Regions from separate parts of the Gossypium hirsutum genome. Here regions 1 and 2 are each linked to region 3. The links are chromatin contacts, called in public Hi-C maps. All regions are on one chromosome and are shown on one strand. The core of a region is the stretch at or near the end of the contact, and the rest is flanking DNA. Distances in the headings are between cores, read along the strand shown. Region 1 holds the start of LOC107948870 (protein DEFECTIVE IN EXINE FORMATION 1). Region 2 holds the start of LOC107930147 (protein OCTOPUS). Region 3 holds the start of LOC107930146 (transcription factor DIVARICATA).

The links. A called contact is a pair of places that touch in the nucleus more often than the background predicts.
Region 1: a Hi-C map of leaf shows a contact between it and region 3, with 2.6 times the contacts expected there. The contact joins the promoter of LOC107948870 here to the promoter of LOC107930146 in region 3. A contact is called at or near these places in 7 of 34 Hi-C or Micro-C datasets (hypocotyl, leaf and petal).
Region 2: a contact with region 3 is called in a Hi-C map of leaf, with 6 times the contacts expected there. The contact joins the promoter of LOC107930147 here to the promoter of LOC107930146 in region 3. A contact is called at or near these places in 17 of 34 Hi-C or Micro-C datasets (anther, callus, fibers and 4 more).

Annotation. Positions count from the first base shown.
Region 1 is chrA04:75,608,717-75,611,416 of Gossypium_hirsutum_v2.1, forward strand. It overlaps LOC107948870 (protein DEFECTIVE IN EXINE FORMATION 1), which reads left to right and starts at 1,412. Exons shown (of 13, transcript XM_016883525.2): 1 at 1,412-1,842; 2 at 1,964-2,074; 3 at 2,242-2,324; 4 at 2,453-2,570; 5 at 2,675-2,700. The coding sequence starts at 1,706.
Region 2 is chrA04:75,768,278-75,770,977 of Gossypium_hirsutum_v2.1, forward strand. LOC107930147 (protein OCTOPUS) reads left to right here and starts at 1,370. Exons shown (of 1, transcript XM_016861720.2): 1 at 1,370-2,700. The coding sequence starts at 1,574.
Region 3 is chrA04:76,102,586-76,105,285 of Gossypium_hirsutum_v2.1, forward strand. LOC107930146 (transcription factor DIVARICATA) reads left to right here and starts at 1,419. Exons shown (of 2, transcript XM_016861719.2): 1 at 1,419-2,697. The coding sequence starts at 2,273.

The DNA of each region.
Region 1 (2,700 bases), core at 162-2,661, 490 kb before region 3:
TTTTTATACTATAATTAATTTACATACGCAATTATATATCTATGTATATATTTTTAATCTTCATAAGTACGTGTATATAAATTTATATGCTTACATGTTTATAGTATGTAATTTGTATACATACCCATGTACATACCTTTTAGTTTTCATAAATATATGCATGCATGCTTATTTACATTGTTTATTATGTCTTATAATATATATATACATACACGTATACATCCATACATTTCTTGCATTTTTACAATTTTATTTGCTTGATTCATTTATTCATTTATTTGTTTGCTTATTTATTTATCCATTATATTTATTTTCACAAAAGGAAAATTTTAAAAGTAAAAGTAATACTCGATATTTGGGATCTTTGAGAGAATCGAGCCCTAACGTATTGGGTTCCGATTTTCTTCGTTGAACCTAAATAATCGATATTACTCTTTTTTAAAATAATAAAAGGCTCATTATTGGGAATTCAATATGTTGTGTCCTAACGTATTAGATATGACACGTTGCTTTCCCGAGATGAGGATTTTTTTTCTAAAAATTAATAAAAGTAGTATCTCGTGTTAAGATTCGAGAAGGTCGTACCCTAACTTACTGGGTTTCGATTTTCACAATATCTAAATACACGAATCCTTTCAAACTCAAATTTTAAACGATCTCGAGAATTAAGAAAAGATCGTGCCCTAACTTACGGGGCATGATCCCTTTCCTAAACCCGAGATAATAAAATATCTTTTAAATAAATAAAATTTTGGCATTCATTAGCGTATCGAAAATTCGAGACATTGTGTCCTAACTTACTGGATATGATTCTTTTTCTCGAATAACGTGAAATATGCCATTTTCCTAAAAATTTTCAACGTTTTAATACAAGGATCGTATTTTTAATTCTTCTAAGTTTTCAATTTTCGACATTAAGACATTAAGTAATCAACTAAGGTACCAATTTTGGGCGTATCGAGGGTGCTAATCCTTCCTCGTGCGTAACCGACTCCCGAACCCGTTTTCTGAATTTCGCGGACCAAACTTGTTGTTTTAATAAAATCAAACCGTTTATTAAAAATGACCGCTTTTCGAGGTGATCCAATCACACCTTATAAAAGGATTGGTGGCGACTCCCATTTTTGTTTTCATTTTCCAAAACCCAAGTCGACCCGTTTTTCATCAAAAAATGGTGTCAACAGTAGTAATTGAAAAGAAGTTGATGAGCCGTTCGAAGGTAACTAAACTTTGGCTATTCGTTTGGTTAGGTTGGAATTTACGTTTTGAATAACACGTACTTTGGACAAAATCAACTCAATAAGTGTAAATGGCGATTCTGTTAACATATGCTATTTTCACTCTTACTGATACAGTGCCAAACAAATGAAATAACAACTGCCACAATCAACCACCTTAATTTATTTTTTAATTGAAATGCGATTGATCTTAAAAATTCTTTTTATATCCAAAATAAATTTTTTTAGGGGAATTGAATCAAATCAGTTGTTTTTAATTCATTGAATCATCGATTAAACAACAAATAAAAACTAACCAGCTGAATTCACCCCATTCAATACCTACATCAGGGTTTATAATATTTTCTATCATCTTCTTTTCCCATTTCCAAATTTTCTTTCATCTGCAAAATAATATTCCTTAAATAGTTACGCATTTTTTTATTCTTTTCTCTCCAAAATTTCTGGAGTGAAAACCATCAGACAGTATGATATCCTTCGACATTAGGGTCGTTTGGTTTCTTTTCCTTTTGATTACTCGCTGGAGTTTCACTTATGGCCAGGACTCCAAAAATAAATTCCGTGAACGAAGGGCCACGGACGACGAACTTGGTTATCCCGAAATGTATGTTCGTTTCTACCTTCGTCGATCTTAATATTCTTTTTTTTTTCGGATTTGGCAATTGGATTCAATCAGAGGAGAGGAGCTGTTGTTATAAGAAAATTTATCATGTTTGAATGTGTAGGGATGAAGATGCCTTGTTGAACACACAATGCCCCAGAAATTTAGAACTTAGATGGCAAACAGAGGTCAGCTCTAGCATTTTTGCTACTCCGTTGATCACAGATATCAATAGGTGAAGTTTTAGTCTTCCTTTAAATTTTACCTTTTCCTTTTATTGCGTGGTGATCTTTTGATGTATTAAAATTTTACTTCTTTTCATTTCATTTTCCGAAATCTACTGATTTTATAGTAAATTAATCTTTTGTCATGATTTAGTTGACTCGATTGTGTAATTCTTAGTGACGGGAAGCTTGATATAGTAGTTCCCGCATTTGTTCACTACCTAGAAGTTCTAGAAGGTTCTGATGGCGACAAAATGCCGGGTACTAATCCTTTGTTTTCTTCTGCCCATGTTCGAATCAAATTTTTAAGATAAACTTGTTTATTTAGTTCTGCAATCTGTAGTAATTTTATTAAAGTTGATGTCTTTGAGTTTTCGATAATATGGCAGGTTGGCCTGCTTTTCACCAGTCAACCGTGCATTCTAGTCCTCTCCTGTTTGATATTGATAATGATGGTGTCACAGAAATTGCTCTGGCTACCTACAATGGCGAAGTACTTTTTTTCAGGTTATTTAATTGCTCACTATCTAAAATGCTCCTTTCCTAAGTTGCTACAGGAACTCGTGGTGGTGATGTTTGCATACTAATTTCTCCAAGTTTCTTACTTTTAGGATTTCAGGCTACATTATGACTGATA
Region 2 (2,700 bases), core at 120-2,619, 330 kb before region 3:
GCTGGATTCATTGGGAGATGCTTAAATCAACTATTTTACCATGTGACCTTAACTCAAAGTCTAAAGAAATCAGACTTATGGTTAGTAATGTCACATCTTCTAACGTTATTGTTACTTTTTGTATAAGAGATAAAATGTATGAGTCTCGGGTCTCCATTAGTCAATCAGAGAGAGATGAATGTCGAAATGGACATAACTTTCCAAGGCTATCATTATTGAAATCAATGGCTATTAGGTGATGAATGATTCTACTATCAAGTGGATTTACTCCCATATTACTATGACAATAAACCATTAGAGAATCCTCCATTATTGTAAAATTTTGAGTGACATATCATTTTATGATTGAAAACATCTATTTAGAAAATCTTAAGTATGTATCATAGTATAAAATGTATAAAACGAATATTTTGGGTTTTCTAAAAAAACTAATGAGTTGGATGGAATATTTATAGATTTTAAGGTTAGGTTCATTTAGAAGTTTTTTAAAGAGGTGGTGAGGTGTATTCAAAGTTTCGTTTCTCTTTTCAAATAATCGGATATAGATTACTATTTACATATTTAAAAAAGCCATGAAGACCTTGACACCTACGGATGTCAAGTTCTATTTAAGTGTTATCCATATCCTTACAAAATTACATTATATTATTATAGTTTAAAACTTAAATAATTTATGGTGAACTTCATATCTATAGGTACTTTTTTAATCATTTCATAATGATTGTCTTGATTCTAATGGGATGCAAAAAGTTTGATGGCACATTACATATTACAAAACTCAAACCCTAAAAACACATTTTGAGAATTAACTTTTGAAGAAACCTATTTTAAGATTTAATTAGGGATAAGGCAACATTTAGTCATTAAACTTAGCAACTTTTCTCACCTTAATCCATAAATTTATTTTGGTCCACATTAGTTTTTAACTTGGCAAATTTCCCAATTTGGTCCCTAAAGTTGGATTCAAGTAAGGTATGTCAACGTGACACTTTGAGATTATTCCACGTCGCTACTTGGATTTTTTTATTTTTTAATTATATATATTTAAAATTTTCAAGTGATGATATAGTACAATCTAAGAGTGTCATGTCATCACACCTTGGGATCAAATTGAAAAAAAGTTACCAAGTTCTGGGACTAATGTGGACCAAAAATAGTTTAAGGACCAAGTTGTAAGAATAGTTAAATTTAGGGACTAAAAATTGTTTTATCCCTTTTAATTAAATATTTTACAATATTTAAGTGGAAAACCCTAACTAAAGTATACGTGTCATGGGTCACTCGCCGAGATTTTCTATTATTTATTTATTTATTTATGTCTTCTTCTTTTTACTATTTATCTTTATTTTCTAATTTTTTTTTCCAGTTACTACCATCATTCTGTTTTCTCTTTCTTTCTTGTCACTGTCTTTTGGAGCTAAACAGTATTGAAAGGCCCAATCCCAGAGGGAAAGGGGAAAACCAAATTAAACAAAAACTAATTTCTCTTACATTTTATTTTTTTATTTTATAATTTTATAATTTATTAATTTTCTCTGACTGAAGCTACTAATATGAGCAGAGCGCTCCTCTCATGCCACTACCGGTTATGAATCCCAACGTGGAGCCACCAGTTCCTGGGTTAGCACCGCCGCCACAACCGCCTCAGCCTCACCGTCCTTCTACCTCCTGTGACCGCCATCCTCAAGAGCATTTTACTGGCTTTTGCCCCTCATGCCTCTACGAACGTCTCGCTGTTCTCGAGCCTTCGTCTTCTTCTGCTTCTTCTTCTTCTCGGAAACCTCCCATCGCCGCCAGTACTTCAACCGCCACCGCTGCACTTAAAGCCATTTTCAAGCCTTCCGGAGGAGGTGGTACACAGTCCGGGTTTTTTCCCGAGCTCCGGCGAACAAAGTCCTTTTCGGCCTCGAAAAACGAGGGTTTCTCTGGTGTTTTTGAGCCCCAGAGGAAATCTTGTGACGTTAGGGCTCGAAACACCCTTTGGTCACTCTTTCATCAAGAAGCAACTGCAAACGGGAGGTCTTCTGAAGTTGCTGAAGCTGAAGCTCGAAATTTGGCTTCTTCGACTGTTGGTCAAGGTCCTGTTTTTGAAAGCAAAGAAGAAGACCAAACTGAGAGTGAAACCGATCACAATGACGACATAGTGATCGTAGAAGAACAACCGCCCAATGTGGCTGCTTCTGCTACGAATTTGATAGAAGAGAAAGTTGAAGAAATTGTGGAAGAATACGAAAAGGAACTGTGCCAAGAAGAGCAGCTGAAGCCCATGAAGGATCATATAGATCTTGATTCGCAAACAAAGAACGCTTCTGGACGAGATCTCAAAGAGATTGCTGGGAGTTTCTGGTCAGCTGCTTCAGTCTTCAGCAAGAAATTACAAAAATGGAGGCAAAAACAAAAACTTAAAAAGAGGGGAAATGGATGTGGGTCAGCGAGATTGCCAGTGGAGAAGCCCATAGGGAGACAATACAGAGAAACCCAGTCAGAAATTGCGGATTATGGGTTCGGGAGAAGGTCTTGTGATACAGACCCAAGGTTTTCCCTTGATGCTGGGAGGATGTCATTTGATGCACCAAGGATGTCTTTTGATGCAGCAAGAATGTCATGTGATGATCCCAGATATTCTTTTGATGAACCAAGAGCTTCCTGCGATGGATATCTGATGGGGAGAATGTTCCCAAGAATGCCCACAATGGTTTC
Region 3 (2,700 bases), core at 169-2,668:
CCCTTGTTTTGTAGATTTTTTATCTTTTTTCCTAAACTTTCCAAACTGATTCAAATTGATCCCAATTTGTTTCTAAACTATTTTTAAGGGCTCAATTCAGGGACTATATGCATGTGTATGAATAATTTATTATGTGATTACAATTGAATTATATAAGGTTCAAATGTTTCTGATTGTTTAGTAATACTCTATAACCCTAATCCGACGACAGAAACGAGTTAAGGGTGTTACAGAAAGAGAGAAGGGCAAGATATATTCTCTAGAGTAGGTGAGAAAGTAGAGAAGGTTATGATGTACAATGTTTTACAGAAAACAAAATGATAAGACATTTTACTATAAAACTTGTTTTTTAAAAGTTGACTTGTACATTATTTTTACATTAATGCACTTGTTTTATCGTACCAAACATAAAAAAAAACATAAAAAAATTGATTTGGATTTGGCAATAAGAAATTTAGCCCTTAAAGTTTACATATTTTGTCAATTTAATGTTAATTTTAACAAATTTATCTCATTACATTTGTGTAAATTAAGGCTAAATTTGTTGAATTTTTTAGAATTAAGACTAAAATGACAAAATATGTAAACATCGAAGGCTAATTTTGTTGCTATATCAATCAAAGTATTACTATTGATAGATGACATAAATGTCATTTTTTTTGAACAATCTCATTATAGATTTTGATGATATCTGCTTTTTTTAATATAATGTCTAGAACAACTCATAGCCCCTCCCCAACCCTTAAATAGGAGGATAATACGCTTCAGCACACTCAAACCCACATCTTCCTACACTAACATCAATGTCTATGTTAATTGAGCTAAAATTCAATCAACACATTAACGTCGTTATTAATTGTTATTACATTGCTCACTTTCGAAACTGACGAGGATTAAATTGCTTTAATATTTTTTAGAGCGATCAATTTGCTCAATTTCAAAATTGGGAGAATAAAAAATCCTTTTAACTAAATATACATTAATCTAATTCTTATATATATTTTAACTAGTTAATATGAATAAAGTTATTTGATAATTTTACTTCCAAATACAAAAATTAAAAGTAACTAAATCTCAACTTTTATGTTTAGTAAAAAAAAAAGCAAGTATTTTATTTTATTCCACAAATAGTCTTAAAATATTGACATATATCTTTGTTTTAATATTTTATTATACTCTTATAGAATACTTATCAATATCTCACCGAAATCTAAAAATTCCACTATTAATTAATAATTTCTCAAAAAATATATTTAATACTTTTAACTTCAAAATCAAATTTCTCTACTAATTTTGTAATGAAAAAGCACATTTCACCTCCCATTAAAACTTTGGATGACACGAAGGACAAACATCTCACGTGCCAAAATTGGTCATCTCCAAATAAAAAGACCAGAAAACCAAACATCCAATTTCATTCACCAACAAGCCAAATGTCCGTCGATGTCTCTCTTCTGATTGGCCATCACCCTTCCCTCATAATATTTTAGAGAAAAAGAGCGTTGCTTTGGCCACAGTAGCGCCCACAATTCTTCAACACCAATCACAAGTTAGCAGCTTTGACCCCTCTCTTTCTCTCTGCCTTCACTTTCAGTCTCATCATTCTCTGTTTCATAGTTTTGTAAGCAGTACAAAATATAACTCAAAAGAGTGTGCTTATAATTCATTTCTATCATGCACTCTCTCTTTCTTCTCCTTGCTTTTGCTTTATCTTCCTAACAAAATATAAACTGCTAAAGATTTCCCCCCACTTTTAGCTCTCCAATTCTCTAGAACCTTCTTTGTTTTGTTTTATTGTTTTTGCTTTCTTCATCGATTTACTGCGTTCTTTTTTTTTTCCAGTTTGTGTTTAAATCTATGATCTGGGTTTTTAAATTTTAATCTCTATATCAATTTTCTAGTTGTAATTGTAGTATGTAATTTTGGATCTACTATGTATGTCGGGGTTTTTCATTTATATTTGCAAAGATCTGCTTTTTTCTTTTTTTTTTTCTACCAGCTCTCGAATTTTCCTTGGGTTTTGGAAAGTTCAATTTTTTGAGATTCCTCAACTTAATCTTGTGTGAAAAAGGGTACCGAATCCATTTTAATGTTTTTATGATTTGATATTTCGTTGCTAATTTAAAACAGCCTTACTTCTCTGCATTTTTCTAATTTGGTTTTTCTCTCTCTTTGAACAATTTCATTCAAAGAGGGAGAAAAGCATAGTTTTCTTCTTTCTTTTTTTGCGTACGGGCAAATCATCTTTGGCAGTTTACATAACCAGTAACAAATGAATAGGGGACTTGAAATTCTCTCTCCAGCCTCTTATTTACATACTTCCAATTGGTTTTTTCAAGAGAGTAAAGGTACTAAATGGACGCCTGAAGAGAACAAGTGCTTTGAAAATGCTTTGGCTTTATATGATAAAGATACCCCTGATCGATGGATTAAGGTGGCATCTATGATTCCTGGAAAAACAGTTGGGGATGTCATCAAGCAATACAGAGAATTGGAAGAAGATGTGAGTGATATAGAGGCTGGCCTGATTCCAATCCCTGGATATAGCAGTGAATCTTTTACATTGGAGTGGGGTAATGATAGTCAAGGCTTTGATGGATTTAGACACTATTACACTCCTGGTAAAAGAGGGACTGGGTCTCGTTCTTCTGATCAAGAAAGGAAGAAAGGAGTGCCATGGACTGAAGAAGAACACAGGTA